7 separate regions of the Mus musculus genome follow, and all the other regions are linked to region 6. Evidence: chromatin contacts called from public Hi-C, HiChIP or PLAC-seq and promoter capture Hi-C data. All regions are on one chromosome and are shown on one strand. Each heading gives the region's core, a stretch centred on a gene start, on an enhancer-like site or on the middle of the called end of the contact. The rest is flanking DNA. Distances are from core to core; before and after follow the strand shown.

Region 1 (2,700 bases), core at 53-2,552, 620 kb after region 6:
TTGGGCATATAATAAATTAGAAAAGTAGGAGAAACACATTCATTGCCCATTTGTATTGGAACACGATTTTAGGCAGCAAGAGAGTTCCCTTATGTAATAGGTCTGAGCCCACAAAAGAATTAGGAATGCCCTCAATAAAGGGGGAGCTCACCGTAAGGCCTGCATCCTCTACTCTCAACTAGAGAAAACCAGCTGCTCGGTCAACGGTCACCTGCTGGCTCTCCATATTCTGTTTGGCTGAGAAGAGGAACTCTACAGTTGTTCCTCTCTTCTTATTTTGAATTCGTAAGCCTGACAAACTTTCCACTCATTCCATGCCTCAGTTTTACTGCTTGAAAGTGAAGATTATGAATGGTAGCTTCTCACAGGCTTTACTTAATGAGGCGGAGCAGTGTCTGAGTTGTATTCATAAGATTGCTTAGATCCTGTGAAGTAGATACGTGGGAGACTCCCATTATGTCTGTGTCATAGGAAAGCCTTTAAAAACAATATGTGAGTAGTTCTTGGATCAAATTAATATCAAAATCCAGTAGATGTTTACTCAGGTATAAATATGTGTCAATGTTCACTGTAAAGCAGCAGCACTGTCCCAGCAGACAGGGAGTGTTTTGATAGATCTTGATTCCAATGCAGGTCCTGTCACTCAGCAACTATACAAAGTTGTCAGAAAACCTATGTGAGTTTTCATAAACATGCAGGATTTAAACTTAGTAGAACAGATTGACGTCTGTCAACTGCCTAATGAAGATGACTATACCCACCTGATGTATATTTGGAACATAATTAAAGCATGGGTAAAATAATCATAAAGATAAGTATGGGTGCCCCCAAATAATAGAAGAATTAATATAGTATAAAACATTTAGTGGTTTTTGGTTTTCTGGGATCTAACATGTAGCAGATAATTTTAAAGAAGAGTCCCTTAAAATCTTATATTTTCACTTATTATCATATATAATAAGGCCATTATGATTTCCTGTTTATTAAAACACTTAATTTTCTCTATTTACAATAAGGATAATATCCTAAGAGAGAACCAGGAGATATAAGTGGATCAAATTACAGAAATAAATATCCCTCTACATGGCTGATATTCTATGGTTTTCCACTCTCAAGAGGCCACGCAGCCAAGTCCTACAAATGAATTCTGATAGGAACTGGATAATTTTTTGATGCGTAATAGCAGTGTTTCACTTTTAAGGCTGTTTCTAATCAAATATGCTGCCACCTACTGCTATCCATGGGGATCAGGGAGAACGTCTTTCTACCCTGAGCATTGCACAAGTAGCCAAAAACCATGCTCAGCATTGGGATGGTTTTAGCTTTCTCGTTTCTTCTATTGGGCCCTTGGGAGGCTTGCTTTAGTAATGGACCTTGGATCCAAATGAACACTTGGCAAGTGCAGAGCACAAAGTGCTTTTGCAGTCACCCGGAGCATTGTCTATTGAAATGAGGGTAGTACAAAAGAAACATTTGTAACAGGAAAACTCCAAAGAAAATAATGCTTTGAAGAGAGGGAAGAAGAAAATGGACAGCTGGGGGAAAAAAAAAGGCTGTAGGTTTTCCCTGAGTAGAGAACAACATGTCTGTAAAGTGAAATTTACATTTAGATCACATGACTTTCTGTTCTGTCTTGAGTATTACATCCTCTAAAAAGCTGTTTATTGCGAATATGATTATTGTATAATCAAGGATAGTAATGCCTTACTAGAATCATTTTATTCCCTCATTATTGTATTAAAAGCTGACATAAGACTGATCATTGTAGAAGCGTAAAGCAGTTCATGATGACAGACTTTCTTTTCTGGTCATGGGATGGTTTCTGGTGCTAGGGATCAAACTTAGGACCTTGCATGTGCTGGAAAAGCATTGGACTGCTGATCAGAACCGAGGGCTCCCATTTGCTTCACACAGACTCTCACTATGCAGTCCTCACTGGCCTATAGTTTGTGATTATCTGGCCACTGCCTCCCAGTACTAGATCTCAGATATGCACATAGCCCAAGGTCCGTTTTCATAGCAAAGTATTATAAACCTGAGACACGCAACAAGAGGAGTTCCTGAATATAGGATAGTGATTTGCTTACTGTTTGATGTCACGTTTCCTCATTTTAAAATTAATAATTTATAATATCAATCACGCTATAATTTTGATCATAACTAAGTGGAATTACAAATATACAAGTATATTATAAAACATTAATCACTATAAAAATTGCCATTGTCACACTTTTCCATATACTCCACAAAACTTGCATTGACGTTCTAAGTTGTAATTGTTTAAGACAGACTGGAGGAAAAAAGTAAAGAAAATAAATCAAATGTTTGACTTTTTTTTTAAACTATAAAGCATTAGTATAGACAGTACTTAGGAGAATTGAAAGGTTTTTTTGATGATGATGATGATGGGAAGAGGTAGGGAAAAAGGCTATAAAGACACACTCAATGTTGACAGAGTAATAAAGATAACTAAGCAAAATACTTAAAGAGAATAAAGTACTAAATGTAAGTAGTCACTCAAATTTATTTTTCCACACACACAGCACACAGGTGCTTAGCACAGCATTTGATTAAACTTGCTGTCTTCAGCTGATGTGGCATAGCAGCACCCACTGAGACAGTCACAACATCCTTGCCTCATGGAAGATCAAGACTCTCTCAGCATGTGATGCTAGCTGGAACCCCAACAAGCAAGAGCTT
Region 2 (2,744 bases), core at 70-2,569, 730 kb after region 6:
GTTTTACCTCTGCTTACTTTCTTCTCCTTGTTCCATGCTTGTCTGACTCCTACTACCACAGATAATTTAAATATTATTTTCCCTTTTCAAAAACACATTGTATTATTCTTCAATTTCAAAGTAACCCCAGGGTCCTCATAGTAAGTTTCTTTAAGATTAGCAAACACTTATTTGTCTCGTTTATTACAGTATTAATGATATACGATGAAAAAACAAACAGTAGCATGGAATAATGTAGCTCACCTAATAGCAGAGAAAATGTAGGATGCTCATTCTCAAGCTTACTTGGAAAGTAATTAAGTAGTACACATCTACTTGCTTATTATTTCTCATTTGCCTCTTCATCAAAATAGTCTGTTATAAGAAAGAAGTAATTTCAACCATTTGAATTTTCTGTTTTATTTCTTACTGTATTTGGAGCCCACTATAATCATAGCAGATGTTTAATACAATTAAAAGCAATTTAATATATATATATATAGGCTATACTTGAATTTTTGTTAGCCCAAAGTAACTTATGGTATGGCTGATGAATAACAAAGTTTAATTTGTGAGGAGTGTTAAGAACAATCAATGACTTCCTTCAAAATAAAAATGAACAGTTTCTTTAATCATCTATTTACTATTATAAAAATAAAAATTCTAAAATATTTTTATTAAGTAATATCACATGTTATTTTGAAGAATAAAAGGAAATAATAAAAGATTTGTGTTTATTTGGAGGAAATAAGGAAATGAGCCTTTGCCTTTCCTATATCTATTGCTCTCCTTTTGTCTATGGACAAGTTTCTGTACACAAGCCTCTGTCTTTACCCATTCCCAATTTATTTAAGTCATCCACCTGAGTGTTAGGGCATCCATTTAGTTTTCCATTTCTAGTTGTCAGTGTGGGTATTGATAAACTGTAGTAACTACCCAGCTAGTATACATGCATGTCTTCAGTCCTGGGATGGTTGAATCTATGTCCTTGTCAAGTTTTCCAACGATTTGCAATCATTTTTTTCTCCGATTGTGAAATAAATAGATCTATTTTATAGACTTTTGCATAATGAATGGTAATCATATGTGCAAAACACCACATCATATAGTTGGCACAATTGTAGAATATTATGTCTTTTTTAAAAAAAGCAAAACCAAAAACAACAAAACACCCATGGAGGTGAGGTCTCACCTGGGTTAGATGCAGACTGATGGAGTCATGTGATCCTGTGGCTCTGTCTCCTGAGATGCTCCAACTGCAGCCTTACAGTGCCATGCCTGTCATGTTTTGATTACTTAATGTAATCTCCTCTGGGTGGAAATATGCTGCTTCCTCTGAGTGTTTGAATTTTTCCACACTGAAGCTGTGCTTAGTTTCTATCAAAATCTCATTAGAATCTGTGTGGCTTTATTCACCATATGGTGTCATTAAAATTATGCATCATATGATCCTCTTTTTAAAAGACAAACTTAGCCTTTTTTGGAAAAAAAAAGATTCCACGGGTGAAATGCTCATTTGATTAATAAATAGCAAGTTCTGTTATTCTAAAGGGTAAAAATAATGCGTCCTTGGCGAGCTTTCACACCTGTCATGTGTAAAGAAGCCCAGGGAAGCATCTGAAAGCTTCAGGGCAAACAGAAAATGGCTGACAATACCTGAAATAACCGTAGTTCCTAAAATGGTAAACTTTATTTGAGTAATATGTTTATAAATGTTCATAGAAAAATTAAGTCATAATTATATTCAGCTTGATCAGTAGCCAAGTAGCAATTCATGGAGTCAAGAGTGATTGGATTCAATTAAAAGGAAGAGAAATTGACCTAAGCTTGAAAAGTAAAACAATTTCACAGGAAGGTTTTAGTGCTTGTATTTTCCTTCATACTAATATATATATGTATATTTGGCTTGTATATAAATATAGAACCTACATTTCAAAATTATCTCATTTTTATACTACTGTCACAACAATATGAAAAGAGTCTGAATTTTATGAGAGCATAAATCCATTATAGAGTCACAGTTAGTAAAACTGTTCATAAACTTCAAATTTTCTGAGTAAGTAAAATATTTTAGGATATACTCTCTCTCTCTCTCTCTCTCTCTCTCTCTCTCTCTCTGTGTGTGTGTGTGTGTGTGTGTGTGTGTGTTTGTCTCTGTCTCTCTCTATTTCTCTTTCGCTCTCTGTTTGTCTCTCTCTGTTTGAGACATAGTCTCACTGTGTAGCTCTGGCTAGCCTCAATGTCTTTGTGCAGACCAGGCTGGCCTCAAACTCACGAAGGCCCACCTGGAAAGGAAAGGAAAGGAAAGGAAAGGAAAGGAAAGGAAAGGAAAGGAAAGGAAAGGAAAGGAAAGGAAAAGAAAGAGGGAGAGAGAGAGACAGACAGAGAGAGACAGACAGAGACAGACAGACAGAAACAGACAGAGAGAGAGAAGGAAGAGAAGAAAGAGAAGAAAAATGGGAAGAAGGAGGAGGAGGAGGAGGAGGAGGAGGAGGAGGAGGAGGAGGAGGAGGAGGAGGAGGAGGAGGAGGAGGAGGAGGAGAGGGAGGACAAAGAGCAATACCCAAAGTATTTTAAATCATCAAAGCTCACTCCATGTGACACACTTCTTCCATACCTCTTAATCCTTCCCAAAGAGTTCCACCAACTAAGGATCAAGTATTCAAATATATGAGTCTATGAGAGGCATTGTTAGCCAAACCACCACATATGTTCCAAGCCTTTTAAAATAAACATTTTCTAATATATATGATTAATGCATGCAT
Region 3 (2,758 bases), core at 105-2,604, 950 kb after region 6:
TTTTATCCGAGATAGACAGAAAGCCTAATTCACTGATTACTACTGTGCTAACATATCTACCTAATCTACACTATCCAAAGGATGCTCTTAGCTGTATCTTTCTTTCCCTTTATCTTGTTGCAACATAGATCATGTATTTCTTTATTCAACACTTTTATCAATCCCCAGAAAACAGACCTTACCTCCTACCCTATCACTGAAGTCACCTTAGCAATGATCAGTTATGACTGTCTCCTGATACTACTTGGATTTACTTTACCTCACCCCGTGTTGGGTGTCTGTCTCCTGCCAATCAAAGGTAACCCTGGTGTGGGCAGGCTTCGTGCTCTTGCTCTCAGTTCCTGTGCACTGCTAACATCTAAGGCATATTCAAATGATAAAATTAGCTCCATAACTCTAGGCTTCTTTTTTCTTCATAGAGAATTATAATTCAGGTAAGAAGTAGGATAAGTAGGAAATGACTGAGTAGCTACACACACACACACACACACACACACACACAGAGAGAGAGAGAGAGAGAGAGAGAGAGAGAGAGAGAGAGAGAGAGAGAGAGAGAGAGAGATACACACTTTATAATATATAATATAGCAATGCACTAGATGAGAGAATGGAGATCTAGAAAAGGATTGTGGGAAGACTTCATGAAGAAAATATGACCATCACCAGGGCTTTTCATAAGCAGGCAAAGAGAAGAAAGGGCTTTTGTGTGGAAGGAGGTGCCACAGGCAGAACCCAGGGCTAATCATTAGCTTTAAATATATTAAAGTTTAATGTTTCATTTCCTACCACTTATTTCTAGTTTATTAAATGTAAGAGTGTCACGTTAAATCATGCTCTTAAGTATATTTTTTCTACCTTTATTTGTTGTGTGTGGGCCACAACATGTGTTTCTGTGTGTATATGAAGGTCAGAAGACAGCTTGGTTTTCTCCTTACACGATATAAGCTCTGGTGGTTGAACATAAGTTATAGGCCTGGCTATTAGCGGCTTACCGTCTGAGCCGTCTCACCTGGCCCTGCTCCTACATTTTTATAGGTAAGCACAAACCCAGACTTTATCACGGCACAGCCTCCTCGGCAACTGGACGTGAAGGCATCACTCGCCTTTGTGCTGAAGTGTGGCACTCGATAAGCCCGTGATCAGTGAAGTGCTGTCTGTCTGACAGGTCAGATGAAGCAGCTACAACGTGAGCAGCGGTTTAGTCTGAGCGGGCTGTGACATTCACAGCGGGGATTTTTCAGCCAAGTCTGGATTTCATTTGAGAAACCTTAAGCACATTTTCATGAGGGTGTCCACATGGCTCGGCCTAAGTGCTTCTCACTTGTGCTGCCGGCCAGCATCGATGCATCGACACTCTCTCACTTTTTGATTTAGAAGTCAACTGTCATTTCATCACTGTCTGAATCTGATAAATAACCCTACTGGAGTCAGGTTCCTTCCATTGGGTATTTGCAGGAAGAAAGAAAAGCAGATGGACATTAAATTTTAATGTTGGGCAAAGTAGCAGCAGGCTCCTCTCGCTGGCTGATTTGACAATGTCCTGTATGTTTGCGAGTCTGCGTGTGGTGCTCGGGTGCTGAAGTCTTTTTTCGCTCAGTCCTTTCTTCTTTTCAGTTACCATCATATGGATGGGGGCATGTTCCGCTCTGCACTGGACAATGTTGGAATAGAACAGAGCATTGTGAAAGAGCTTATGCAAACGATCGTTGACTGGTAGACAAATCCCCTAGGAGGAAATCAAAAACAACGGATGCAAAATGAATAGAGATTCGAGCATTACTAACATAAGAAAACCAAGACATGCTAAGGGCAAGAAAGCTTTGGTGTATAAAGCAATACGAATGCTCTGGGTCCTTTGAGATGGTAAGGGAGTACTGATATGGTTTGAGAGTCTGTAATAGGGAGTACACCTGACAGAGGCTGGGGACATCACTTACGTTCAGAACACACATTCTTAACGTCAAGCTAAGAATGCCACTCTTTATAAATATCAGTGACCTCCAAAGAATAAGATTTTTAAATAATAGAGGTGCAATTAAATTATACAAGTAAGATAATATACTCACAAATAGAATCATAATTTTATTCAAATTTATTCTCAATATGTGTGTGTGTGTGTAATTTTAAAATATTTTGGTGTCTATATTTGGAATATATGTCTATAGATATAGCTATAATTTAGTATTAAAATTTACTTTGTCTTATGCAGGTTTGGTAAATGAGTTTTAAAAAGAAAAGAATGATAGTATTTGTAAGATTTCAAAATTATTGTTGACATTTTCTTAGAGTTGTGTTTAGTAAAGTAGCTTGGTTAATGATTCTTTCTGCTTGCATTCAATGTACATGATAATGCTAAGTCAAATAAGTAGCCAGACATTTGGTTTTATAAGATCAGAATTTAGAACAACAGCACTTTTATATCTAGTTTGGAGTGAATAAGTACTTAACAATATGGAACAACTGCTTTATTGTAAACTATAAGAGATTCAGTCATAGACAATCCATATATGTTTTATTGAATGTCGGATAATTCTTAAACTTTTTTATCTGATATCAAAGAGAAGAATTTTTTTTTTCTAGGAAAGAGAGAAATAAAAACATTTTTCAAATTCTGAAAAAAGTTGTCTGTAAATTATAGAACTCTGTTTAACTCTCTGTTTATTCATTTAGTAAATCCTTTATTCATTCATAATTTCATTGTGCTTGTTAAGAGAGCATTTGGTTAAATTATTGAGTTAATTAGTTCACTCAATCTGTT
Region 4 (2,819 bases), core at 49-2,548, 760 kb after region 6:
GGATGAGTTAAGGAAAAGAATTATCATGGTAAAGCTGATTAGGGTAGACAGATATTTATCTTCCCCGTAAATAAGACATTGAACATGAGGCTTTATTGTTCTGTATTTCTAAGGAAAGGTTGTATTCTCTTATCTTCTTGAATCATTAAGACTTCAAATCACATCTTTTTATTTTTTTAAGCCTTCTAAATTTGGTGTATCAATGAGAAATACAAGCACACTAAAAATGCAGTGGGAGGCATAGTACACCATACCAATCAAGTTATTTTTAGAGCTTATCAGTATACTTTTGTTAGCTGGCTGTCAAGAAGAAATGCTGTTTGAAATATTTCTCCCAAGGATAAAATAGAAGTTCAAGTGTGATCCAGGCTTTCATGCTGTCTCAGATCTGTCTCCTGCTTCACAGTTTGAAAGCACAGTGCTCAGAACTAACCCAGGTTACATAGTCATCCTGATGTCCTGATATCAGAACATGCACTCTCGTGCCAGAAGGAAAGAGACAGTATGTTCTATGGGGAAACTCCTAGTTGAAACAATAAGGCTTGCTCTTTTACTGTTTGTGGTGCATTCATTCAAAAGATTTTGTTATCAGTCTTAAACTTCAGGTGTTCATAAAGGAAAAACTAAGTAAAGGACCCACCCTTTGAAATGACTGTCTTTTCCAAGGTTTACAACTTGATTGTCTCAAACCCATAAGGCAGCTTCTCTGGGTTGTTCAACATAGAACATGAATATCCTATTTGATGTGCATCTTTCTTGCATCAGAAATAAAAGGCTAAGGGATTGGCTCTTTCTGAATAACTGCATATGTTGAAATTCAGTCTTAATTCCTTTTCATATTTTACTAGACATCTAAATCTCACTTCTGTAGCAAGTATATAGGTATGAAAGGTAATAACCATTCCAAATCCATTCATACTAGGAAATAGACATGTTTACATAGCTACTTCATTTTTAGCCTAATTTAGCTTGTATTTCTCCCTTTGAATTCTGACAGATACTTTGGTTTGGTTGTTTGGGGACCTTGTTGTTACTACCAAACATTTGAGAAACATTTTAGCAGTACAAATAGTTCTATAATTGTTTATTTCTGCCTGAACAATTTCAGTAGTAGATGTAGCCAGTGTTGTCTTTGAAGCAAAGAATAAAACACCTTCAGCATTTGGCCCAGAGACCCCTTTTAAAATTCAGATTGGTAGTAGAGGAATGATTAGGAGGTTAAGGGTTCTTCTGACCCTTCAGATGATGTGGGTTTGGTTCGTGGCACCCACATGGTGACTCCCAACTATCCAGAGAGTCTGATAGGCCATCTGCTGTCTTCTGCGGGAACCAAGTATGCAAAAATGATATGCATACTTACATGCAAACATTCTTACCCATAAAATAAAAGTGAATCACTCCTCAAAAACTATTCATATTTGATTTCATGACTCATAGACAGCACCAATCTCAGGCGAGTTTTTCATTTATTAAGCAGAGGGTAGTTTTATTTCTTTTATTGGGCTCCACACACTTGGGACAGAGCATTTACAACAACCTCTGCACTAAGTTTCCCTGCAGCTTAAACACTTTTCCGCATAGTTAGGTATCTCTGGTCCCCACAAATTTATTTGTGCCTCAAACTAACTAACCAGTAAGCTTAACTTTTCAGCTAAAAAACAGTGACAGATGGTCTGTAAACACTGAACTTCTTGGACGTCTTCAGCAATTTCACAGCTGCGAGAAGGGAAGTTTACAAATCAGAAGTCAGTTCCAGGAAAGAGGAAGAGACAAGGTAGACAGATTCCTGGAGAACAGTTTCAGAATGCACAGTGACCTCCATCAATTGGGGAAACAGCCAGAAGCAAACAGAACTGACTGTGTCAGACTTGTGCAGTGGAGGACAGCCAGGGAGAAAAGATACAAGTACCTTTGAACACAAAGGAAGGAAGACAACAGACAGATCCTGTGCAGGTTTTCAGCTGAAAGATTCAAGCACTGGTGACAAGCTGAATTTAATTTTCATGTTTGTTTCTCTCTGCATAGTTGGTGGCACCATTCAAAAGTATAATTGCCTACCCCCATGTGAGTGCAATCAGTAGGAACAGGGAACTCATACTTCCTAAGGATTGTTCCCTTTAAGAGATGCTGACTGATAGCTAGGACATGGTAAGGTTGATGCTCTTAAAAAAAAAAAAAAAAAAAAAAAAGCTGTACAGTGTAAACACAGCTTTGACAAGGTGATTTCTAACGTCAGATGAATCCCCAAAAGAGCAATGATTTGATTAAGAACATGTTTTCCTGTCTCTTCTTTAGCAACACGTTCCGGGAGTAATCTCTGTCTTTATGCTGTTTGCAAAATAGCAGGTCATCTTGTACTATTACCTACTCTTGTCCTTACCGCCGAAGCCCTCGCTTGAAGTAATACTCAACATGTATGTAACTAACATTACATGGTCTCAAATGGTACATGAGATATTTAAATGGCTGAGGACAGTAAGAAAGAAAACTGGATTTTAGATAGTCATTCTTTTCATTTTTATCAGCAAAAGTCTCCTCATTCCCAAAGTAATGATTAATATACATTTCTATCCAGACTACCAAAGTATTTTCAAATGTCTTCATGATTATAGCATGAAAAGTAGATGAACCTCCTATGATGGCTGTCTGTGATTCCTTGTGACTTATGCTATGGTCAGTAACTGACTGGTTCTGACATGCGTCAGAGTCTGAGGAAGTGTTTGTCTGGAATTTGGTTTTATGTAGTGAATACTTATCTTAATACCTACAAGCATTTCAGCCAATATGTTCTGCCTTTCTCAGCCGATGAAAATCAACCT
Region 5 (2,794 bases), core at 77-2,576, 650 kb after region 6:
TTCATAGTTCTCTTTTATACTAGTTTAATTTTTACTTATGTCTGTTTTTGTTTGTTTGTTTGTTTGTTTTTTGTTTTTGTGTGTGTGTATGCGCGTGCATGTGGGGGGGGGGGCAATGAAAACACTTTATTGGAATTAGGGCTGTGAAAGTTCCTCCAACTTTTCTGCCAGCAATCCTTCTGAAATGCAGAAGTGTATGCTCGTTTGAAAAAAATAATTCATCTATTTCCTTTGAGAACAGCCTGACTGTGCTTTGTTTGTTCACTCAACTTAGAGCGACCTTAGAGCCTTGGCACCCATGAGCTGTTCCAGGACAGGATTCCAAAGGGAAGGCAGGAATACACTCTGTTAGAGCTCACATCCTATTTCAACAGCTGGAGTTTGAAATGAATAGTGCTATCAGCCAATCAGGGTAGCCCAGTGATGACAGACATACTACCTGGGAGAATAAGAAACAGTCATGACATGGTAAGGATTGTTGTAGAACAAAGAAGATCTTCTAGGCTGGTGGAAATGAAGCTTGGTCCTGACATGCTGAAATAAGCCATGTGCCCAGGTTGAGAAGACATTCCAAGGTACTGAGAGAAAAGCTAGCCAAGTGAGGATTGCTGGAGAGTTAAGGAAATACAAAGACCAACATAGTTATAGCCAACAGGTTGAAGGATTGTACAATAATAGGCAGGCAATGGAAAGTGTTTAGATTTGAACACCATTTAAAAGTGTTTGCCAAGATCATGATACTGTACTTTTACAATGTGAATTTGGCTGTAAATTCTATTTTCCACAAATATCCATACAATGTCATCAAATTGCCTTACAAACATCGGAATTCTTCCATTACTCCATTTGCTCCACTGTTCATTTTTTCTTACTCTTTAATTTGTTGTTTGAGAATTTTCTACAGTGTATGTAATCATACTCTTTCCTCCTTCAGCTCTGCCCCAGACCCACACACACCCTTTCTTACACACCCAGCTTTGTATCCTCTCTGCCCATCAAGTTCCCTTTGTGCTGTTTACATAGTCCTGTCTGTGTGACCTTCCACTTGAGCCCAGTCAACCTACCAGAAGGCACAGCCTTCAGGAAAACTGACTCTTCCTCTCTCTCTGTAGCTTTCAAATTCTAGCAGCTCCTACACTCCTTCTTCCCAAGGCTCAGATATCATTTATGAAAAGGGAGCTGGAGGATGATAAGAATTAACTGCAGACAGAGACCGCCTGACAGAGAGGATTGTTGCACATATGAACTTATGACCCCTAGTATACACAAGACACATGTAAGGTCAAACTAGATCAAATCCAAACATGGAGAGAGGAGGTGGACACGACGTCCCACTACTAAGTGAGTCATGTTTTAAAATGCATATCTGATCTTAAGCCTACTTAAAGACTGTCTACTGATCTCATTTGCCATTTACAAAAGCATATTCTACCTTTGCATTATTTTGTCCTTGTGTCTGACTTCTCTTGCCAACTGCCCATACTTTTAAATGGCTCCCCCTTGTACCTTTGTATCATGTCTTTCCAAAGCACCCAGCTATTGGAGTTCAGATCTCTGAAGTTTTATTGTCACAGTACCCTTTTCTTGGATTAATTCTATTTTTTTCTCACTTTTGTCCTTTTCTTATCTGAGTAACTTTGTGTTATCTGCCAACACCCACTGAATACACAGTTGCTATAAGCCACATTCTTTAGGCTATTCATCATGAATGCCCTCTTACATGAGTTTATGTAACACTCAGTTGTCCCTCCCCCCGTCTCCCCCCCACCATGGCAGCAATTACCAAGCTGCTTTTTAAGATCACTTCCCTCTTCTGACAAAAAGCCTCTTGGAAAGAAACAGTGCTACTTTTCCTTCTGTATCTTTAGGTATTTCAATTCCACTGAGCTTCTCTTAGATCTCTAAATACTTGCTGCTTAATCAATGCTACAGGCCCATATGACCAATTGCCTCCTAGAATAGCCATGGCAGCAGAAATCTTGCCTCTCTGGGCACATACCACCACTGGTATCTTTCTCTCATTCTCTCTTAAATCTACTTCTCCTGGCCTTTGGCCTTAGCCCTTCACTGAATGTGCCCTTTTCAAGGATGTTATTAATTCAACAATACTTTCTCAAGACTATTAAGCATATACTGGTGCTAAACCAATGCTCAGTGATCAATCTGTATCTGTGTGTTTTTATAATAAAGTTGTGGGTATTTAAGAGTTTTTAAAGTTGTTGTTGCTTTTTAAGATTATAGAATGATCACATCATTCTCTCCTCTTTCTTTCTACGCACCCCTGCCTCACTCTCTTTCATATTCATGATCTCTTTAATTGTTAGACTATGTGTGTGTGCACGTGTCTGTATCTGTGTGCGTGTTTATGTATGGCTGTATACACATGATATGTATTTTAATCTTATCTGATCAATCAGAAAAGAATTCTTGATTTTTTTCCTCCTAATGTACTCCCATAAGGGTACTCACTTGATTTTTCTTCCACCAGTTAACACTTATTTCTGTGCTTCCTCAACAGTTCCTCCATTTTTCCCAAACTATTAAGGTTGGGGCACTTCCTAGCCTAATGCTTAATGGTCTTTTCTTTGAGTGGTTCCTATGGTGACCTCGTTATTTTAGATCAGTATGATCTTGATGCCTATGATCAGAAATGTTACTCCTTGAACAGACCATTCTTTTGAACTCAAGAATTACTGTTCCTTTAAGTGTTTCAGCATCTCCCTTTGTTGCACATTAGGCAGCATGAAAAAAAAAATCTATCCCATAACTGAATTTTCCACCTTTATTTTTAAGT
Region 6 (2,700 bases), core at 93-2,592:
AGGGGGGGGGGCTAGAGATGAGTGGAAATGGAGAGCAGAGAAGAGAGAGAGAGAGAGAGAGAGAGAGAGAGAGAGAGAGAGAGAGAGAGAGAGAGAGAGAGAGAGAGAGATGCTCCTATCCAGGAGAGAGATACCCTTTGTCTGACAAACCCTGCAAGGGAAGCCTCCCTTAGCCGCCCCACGGTTCCCACCTCCAAGATTCTGCGGAGCGGCTAGGTGGAGCCCGCGCCCGCGGAGCCCTCGCGGACTCCAGATCCGGGTTTTGCCGGCCGCCCCTTTCCCGGCCTTGGAGCCCCCCTCCCTGGTCCTGGGAGCTCTCTCGCCCCGTCACCCCGCCAGAGGCTCACTCGGGCCTCGGCTGCGTTGGCCGCTGCGCTCACGCTGCCTGTCTGCGGGCGCGACCGCCCCCTCCGCCCGCTCGGCCCGCAGCGCTCGCTCCAGTTCCCAGGAGCGGGGATGCAGATGGCACGGCCGGGCCAGGAGGGCGACGCCGCCACCGCTGCCGCCGCCGCCGCTGCTGGCATCTCGCGGACTGCGCGCTGCCTCCGCTCCCGCAGCTGCTACTGCTGCTGCTGCCGCCGCCACCGCCTGTGACTCGCCCCCCCCCCTCCCCTTTCTTTCTTCTCGCTCTCTCTTTTATTTATTTATTTATTTCGTTGGCCTCAGTCTTCTCCCTCCGGGTGTGCGCGCGCGGGCTGCACGGTGTGCTGGGGCAGGAGCTCGCCCCTGTGTGTGCGCGCGAGGGGAAGAGCGTGTGCGTGTCTGGAGGGCGCCCCGAGCCTCAGTGGCTCCGGTGGGGAGTCCAGAAGAGAAAAAAATAAAATTAAATAAAATTAAAAAAAAAAAAAAAAGAGGACCGAAGCCGGCGGCCGAGGAGGAGGTTGGCGGTGACGGCATCGGCTCAGACCCCGGGCCGGGCGATGAAGCTCCCGCATGCCCGAAGCTACCCGGCCTGGCCGGCGAGCTGATAGGCGACCACCGGAGCTCGGGGCTCGCCCCCCGCGGCAGGCACGCAACCCTCGGCGACCCGGCGCCCGCTCTGCCCGCGCGTCCACGCCGTGCACCCGGCAAGGAGTTTGCGCGGCTCGCGCCTGGGCTCTCGGAGCGGGTTGCGGGCGGCAGAGCGGACCCTCTGCTGCCGGAGCACCTCGGGGGCAGCAGGAGGAGGACGGCGAGGAGGACTGGGCGGAGAAGCCACTACTGGTCCTCGCCGCTGCCCCTACCTATCCCCTCCCTCTCGCTCGGAGGCGGAAAGGGGAGGACGAGGAAGAAGAAGAAAAAGAAAGAGAAGGGGGGTGGGGTGGGAGAACTGGATATAAAGATCGGCTGCGGGGGGGGGGATGGTGGAAGATTTTTGGTCTCCTCAGCAGCTGCTTTTCTTGCGGCGGCGGCGGCGGCGGCGGCTGCAGGAGGAGGGAAAGCAGCTCTGGTTATGACTGCCGCATGTTAATAGCTCCCGCTTGGGTCCACCGGCTGCAGCGAGAGACACAGCCTGACTCCGAAGTTGTGCAACTGTGCCCTGAGAGAGACATTTGAACCCTCCTTCTCTTTGCTCCGCTTTTGCCCCCCTGGGGCGTGTGAAGCGAGGAAACGTAAAGGAAGACTAGCATTGGCTTTCCCGGCTTCCCCTTTCTCCATGGCTGTGTAGAAGAAGAAAGGAAAAGAGACACTTTTTGTTGTTTCTTTGACTGGGGTCTCCACCCTCCTGTCGTCTCTGCGGTTTGATCAGTCGTTGCTTGGTGTGACTGGGGTGTCTACAGTGGGACAGGTCCATCTTTTTTCTGTTTTCTTTTTCTTTCTTCTTCTTTTTTTATTTCTTCTTTTTTTGTGTGTGTGTGTGCCCCGGGGCTCAATGGATGGATTGTGGAAAACTGCACCGGGTTGCAGGTTGTTGAGCAACTGATGGGACCATCTCAGGGACCGGCGGTTACGAAAGGTAATTTATTCTTTGCACTCTTCATAATTGTGGTCGCCCTGGTCGGGCGCAGGCGGCGGCATCCGATGGGCTGGCAACCGAGGGGGTGCGGGGTTCACGTACACTCACCCTTCCACTCACACATTCGCCTTCGCACACTCGCCCTCATGCGCACACTCATCTGATCGTGATGCGGGGCGGGAAGGGAGCCTCCTGGCTGGTGGGCGCTGGGGTTTGGCATGGGTTCGAGGTTTTATCAGCTACTGGGCGATTAGGTGCCAGAGGGAGATATAGAGGAGAAGAGAACCAGCGCACTGTCAGTCGCACACGCCGGGTGACAAGAACGAATCCCACCCCGCGCATTTTCCCTGCCCTGTCACCCCAATGCCGTCCTTTAGTAGGGGCAGAAAGCAGCCAAGGGGGCGCCTTTTCTCCGCTAGTCTGGAGCAACACTGGACGTGGGAACGGGTTGGAGGACGAACAGGGACCGGGTGAGGAGCGCAGTTCGGGGTGATGGCGAATGTGTGGTGGTGAGCCTGGTTGATCCTCCCTAGACGCCTGCCTTGGAACATCCAAGGTGGCTGAGATTGCCCAGGTCGCGCCCCTGAGAAGTGGAATCGGGTTGCCTCCAAAAATCTCTCTTGAGTATCTTCCAGCCGGGCAGTTTGATTTCGACCTGAGTGCCTAGGCTTTGTTGAGCGATTTAGCTAGAGAAAGCTGGTCAGTTTCGTGAGTGTCACGGGGTTGAGCTGTGCCAGGAGTGAGCACCCAGTGTGGAGAGGATG
Region 7 (2,921 bases), core at 409-2,908, 810 kb after region 6:
TTCCTGGAGTCAAACTGTTTGTTAATGAGCTAATGTTATCTGCTTTATAATTATATTTCTCTTTTAACAGCAACTAAATATTTGTATGTGTTGCTTCATTTGATTCCTAGAACCATTTGAAGATTTTTTTCCATGATTCTATGGGGGACTTCAAATAATCTTATGCCATCATATTTATACAATGTCATTAACAGGTAAGCAGATCAAAGCTAGGACAGAAGTCATTGTCTGCTATACTTCCTACTGTTATGCAGAACTTTCTGCCTTAAAAAGAATTTTAGATTCCTGATTCAATATTAGATTTCTTACAGATAATTCATGAATTGATATGGAGACCAGATTGTCAAGGTTAGAAGGTTTCATAGTAAAATTAGCTTTCCTATAATCATGAAGATGGTTCTCATAAAAACTGGTTCCAAAGAACTTTGTGAATATTCTTTAATGTGAGCATATTGCACAGATTTCTTTGAAACAGTGTAATATTATTCTAATTTAATATTTTGGATTCATTATATATCATATATGTTCCTATGTAAAAAACCTAGTTATTGTAAAGCTCACATAAAAACACATTGATTTTCTTTTCTATTAGAGGTTTTTAAGGCCATAAACAAATGTAGTCTTCTTTTGCCAAGTTTAGAATCAAATGAAAAATAGCTACCAAAAATATTCAAACAATATTGCAAACGTTTCATGAGTGGTTGATGTTAGACAAGGATAGGAATAGGTTATAAATAATCTGTCTATGTTAGAGGTACTCATTCCATGAGTACAAGACCTAAACAGAACACAATAGAGATCTTCTCCAGCTTCACCACTGGATAGAGGATAATTCAGGTAGGATCATGCCTACTTTGAAAGACAAAAGAAAGCAGTATCAAGAGACATACGTACGGCATTTTGTCTCTCAAAGCACCAGAAAAATTCTTTCCCCTCTTACCAAAGTAATTTGAGCTTCCTCTCATATTTACTCCTTAAATTAATTCAGTGAAATTTCATCTAATTTAAAAATTACTTTGAGACCCAAGTCATACTAAGGACAAGTAACTAATATTCTAATGTCTCAAGAAGGTTTAACTCTAAGGATAGATTTGTTTAACTGTAAAGTCATAAATGTCAGTTTATATTTAATATGAAATTATGTAAGGATCTACAAAACCCTCAACAATAAAATTTACTTCAATCTTAGAGTATGGAAATGCAACTTAAAATGTTTTTCCATTTTTATTAGTTCTTTGATACTTTTTAACGAAAAGTGGTTTGATGATATCCACACTCTTCTCAACTCTTTCCAGATCAACCCCCCAGTTCCTGCCCACCCAACTGTGTGTGTTATATTTTAAATGTGTATTTGGAGTGGTGTGAAATTTTCTTTAACCACTCACAACAAAATAGCAGTTCTTTCTCAAACTTCAAAATTCATATATTATTTTTTTTTTGCTCAACTTTCTAATCTCTTAATAATTTCAGGGTTGCAGGAAGCTCATGGGGCAGGTTCCAGGACAAACCATTGATTATAATGCAATTACATGGATAAAAATCTAGAGTATCAGATTTAGAATATGTTTATAGACTTTTTCCCCCCATTGGACCAAGTCAATCTATTTTGATTTCTGCAGTTTCAACCTCAATTAGGCTGATGACATCAGCGTAAGAAGCTAATCTCTTCCCATGACATGGTGTGTGTGGAATGCATAGGAGCTATGGAGTCAGGATGTATTTGACAGAGCTCTAAGCTCTTAAGGATTTGTGTGTTGGTAAAGAAACCAGAGCATTGTGCCTCCTTTTTGCCCCTCTTTTTGTTCTTCTCTCTACTTTTCTATTTATTTTCTTCTAACTTTTGAAGTTCTTTTGAGGCTCTTTTTGGTTTTTAATCATAAAAAGTGAGTCGTAGCTACTGGTTTGTAGCATCACAGCATAATACCATTGATTTGCAGCACGGTGCAAATTTTAGGACCATTGAATCTGTACTATGGGAATAAAATCATGAGCAATGCATGGGACTCTTTACGTCTTATCTGTAATTTTCAAGATTGTTATTTGCTTTTTAAAAATTCAATAATGTTTACCACTTACTTTAAATAAAAAGTGCATGAAACAGATTTTGGGACATGAGTTTTTCAATGTGATTACCCATTTAAAAATACACATGTTGGGTATTAGTGACATTCTTAAAGATGATTAAACTATTCTCTCTGGGCAGTTTAACAAAATTCTTATTGCATACACACTCGGCCATCTGGTTCACCTAAAGAGAGCCTGAGAGTGACGTCACCACTGTTCCTTGTCTGAAAATGCTGTGTGGTGTATGCAAGTGTTATTAGAAACACATGCTGGCTTAAAATGCCTGCAATTTCATTCATTGTGAGCCAGATTCTATTAGTAACAAACATTTCTCAGGAAGTTGGCTGTTACTTTTCACTTTATTATATTAGTGCAAAAAGTTCAGCTTCTTAAAATTTGTATATCATGTATCTATTGCATCAATCACAGTACTTCATTTACTCTTAAAGAAAAAGTTCCCTTATATAATAATACTAATATAATAATATATACTAATATACTAATATAATAATGGAGCAAATGCAAAGTCATGTGGATGAAAGGGAAGATGAGTCTTGAATGGAGATTGCAGCTCAGCAGAGCTAGATCTCTAATGCTTCATAAAAATACTTAAAACGGAGAAATTAAAATAAAAGTTAAAGGATTATTTTTAGTATTCATCAAGGTGAAAAGGCAAGGAGATATAGGTTATAGATTTTATACATGACAATTTAGGTTTTGCTTAAAAATATTAGCTTAGAGTTGCCTCCTCCAGCTTTTCACACAAGAACGTCCTTCAGTCTCCATGGAGTAAATGTCTTGACTCCCATCTAGTGTGTACCCATGCCCATTGTGTAAAATCATGGAGTCCTTGCCTG

Evidence for each region. Promoter capture Hi-C pulls out the DNA fragments that hold promoters and counts their contacts. A called contact is a pair of places that touch in the nucleus more often than the background predicts. HiChIP or PLAC-seq counts read pairs in DNA pulled down with a chosen protein or histone mark.
Region 1: an H3K4me3 HiChIP or PLAC-seq map of neural progenitor cells shows a contact between it and region 6, with 17 read pairs. The contact joins the enhancer-like site here to the promoter of Adgrl3 in region 6. A contact is called at or near these places in 3 of 39 promoter capture datasets (the 3T3-L1 cell line, embryonic stem cells and hippocampal neurons), 1 of 484 Hi-C or Micro-C datasets (stem cell-derived neural stem cells) and 14 of 115 datasets of contacts at active chromatin or transcription factors (VIP interneurons, astrocytes, craniofacial prominence and 9 more).
Region 2: a promoter capture Hi-C map of hippocampal neurons shows a contact between it and region 6, with 5 times the contacts expected there. The contact joins the enhancer-like site here to the promoter of Adgrl3 in region 6. A contact is called at or near these places in 3 of 39 promoter capture datasets (the SN4741 cell line, hippocampal neurons and liver) and 7 of 115 datasets of contacts at active chromatin or transcription factors (astrocytes, embryonic forebrain, embryonic limb bud and 4 more).
Region 3: an H3K4me3 HiChIP or PLAC-seq map of embryonic limb bud shows a contact between it and region 6, with 5 times the contacts expected there. The contact joins the enhancer-like site here to the promoter of Adgrl3 in region 6. A contact is called at or near these places in 6 of 39 promoter capture datasets (the 3T3-L1 cell line, frontonasal cranial neural crest, hippocampal neurons and 2 more) and 4 of 115 datasets of contacts at active chromatin or transcription factors (astrocytes, embryonic forebrain, embryonic limb bud and 1 more).
Region 4: a Hi-C map of the C2C12 cell line shows a contact between it and region 6, with 2.3 times the contacts expected there. The contact joins the enhancer-like site here to the promoter of Adgrl3 in region 6. A contact is called at or near these places in 3 of 39 promoter capture datasets (embryonic stem cells, hippocampal neurons and liver), 2 of 484 Hi-C or Micro-C datasets (the C2C12 cell line and cerebral cortex) and 7 of 115 datasets of contacts at active chromatin or transcription factors (SST interneurons, embryonic forebrain, embryonic limb bud and 4 more).
Region 5: a FOXA1 HiChIP or PLAC-seq map of pancreatic cancer cells shows a contact between it and region 6. The contact joins the enhancer-like site here to the promoter of Adgrl3 in region 6. A contact is called at or near these places in 3 of 39 promoter capture datasets (the 3T3-L1 cell line and hippocampal neurons), 2 of 484 Hi-C or Micro-C datasets (both in uterus) and 8 of 115 datasets of contacts at active chromatin or transcription factors (VIP interneurons, astrocytes, craniofacial prominence and 5 more).
Region 7: a contact with region 6 is called in an H3K4me3 HiChIP or PLAC-seq map of embryonic limb bud, with 5 times the contacts expected there. The contact joins the enhancer-like site here to the promoter of Adgrl3 in region 6. A contact is called at or near these places in 9 of 39 promoter capture datasets (the 3T3-L1 cell line, 3T3-L1-derived adipocytes, the SN4741 cell line and 5 more) and 3 of 115 datasets of contacts at active chromatin or transcription factors (embryonic hindbrain, embryonic limb bud and stem cell-derived neural progenitor cells).

The regions. Positions count from the first base shown.
Region 1 is chr5:81,638,974-81,641,673 of GRCm38.p6, forward strand. The region is part of intron 10 of Adgrl3 (adhesion G protein-coupled receptor L3); the gene reads left to right. Among named protein-coding and RNA genes, the nearest start is that of 1700031L13Rik, 480 kb to the right of the region's middle. Within about 2 kb of position 1,303, at least 21 of the 459 cell types and tissues checked have an H3K27ac peak or open chromatin away from gene starts, as enhancers often do. A contact at or near this core is called in neural progenitor cells, where this site is marked.
Region 2 is chr5:81,744,947-81,747,690 of GRCm38.p6, forward strand. All of the region lies in intron 22 of Adgrl3 (adhesion G protein-coupled receptor L3), which reads left to right. Among named protein-coding and RNA genes, the nearest start is that of 1700031L13Rik, 380 kb to the right of the region's middle. Within about 2 kb of position 1,320, at least 2 of the 459 cell types and tissues checked have an H3K27ac peak or open chromatin away from gene starts, as enhancers often do. A contact at or near this core is called in hippocampal neurons, where this site is marked.
Region 3 is chr5:81,968,932-81,971,689 of GRCm38.p6, forward strand. No RefSeq gene overlaps it. Among named protein-coding and RNA genes, the nearest start is that of 1700031L13Rik, 150 kb to the right of the region's middle. Within about 2 kb of position 1,355, at least 8 of the 459 cell types and tissues checked have an H3K27ac peak or open chromatin away from gene starts, as enhancers often do. A contact at or near this core is called in embryonic limb bud, where this site is marked.
Region 4 is chr5:81,780,568-81,783,386 of GRCm38.p6, forward strand. The region is part of intron 26 of Adgrl3 (adhesion G protein-coupled receptor L3); the gene reads left to right. Among named protein-coding and RNA genes, the nearest start is that of 1700031L13Rik, 340 kb to the right of the region's middle. Within about 2 kb of position 1,299, at least 11 of the 459 cell types and tissues checked have an H3K27ac peak or open chromatin away from gene starts, as enhancers often do. A contact at or near this core is called in the C2C12 cell line, where this site is marked.
Region 5 is chr5:81,673,480-81,676,273 of GRCm38.p6, forward strand. The region is part of intron 14 of Adgrl3 (adhesion G protein-coupled receptor L3); the gene reads left to right. Among named protein-coding and RNA genes, the nearest start is that of 1700031L13Rik, 450 kb to the right of the region's middle. Within about 2 kb of position 1,327, at least 8 of the 459 cell types and tissues checked have an H3K27ac peak or open chromatin away from gene starts, as enhancers often do. A contact at or near this core is called in pancreatic cancer cells, where this site is marked.
Region 6 is chr5:81,019,410-81,022,109 of GRCm38.p6, forward strand. Adgrl3 (adhesion G protein-coupled receptor L3) reads left to right here and starts at 1,343. Exons shown (of 27, transcript NM_001359828.1): 1 at 1,343-1,936.
Region 7 is chr5:81,830,608-81,833,528 of GRCm38.p6, forward strand. No RefSeq gene overlaps it. Among named protein-coding and RNA genes, the nearest start is that of 1700031L13Rik, 290 kb to the right of the region's middle. Within about 2 kb of position 1,659, at least 5 of the 459 cell types and tissues checked have an H3K27ac peak or open chromatin away from gene starts, as enhancers often do. A contact at or near this core is called in embryonic limb bud, where this site is marked.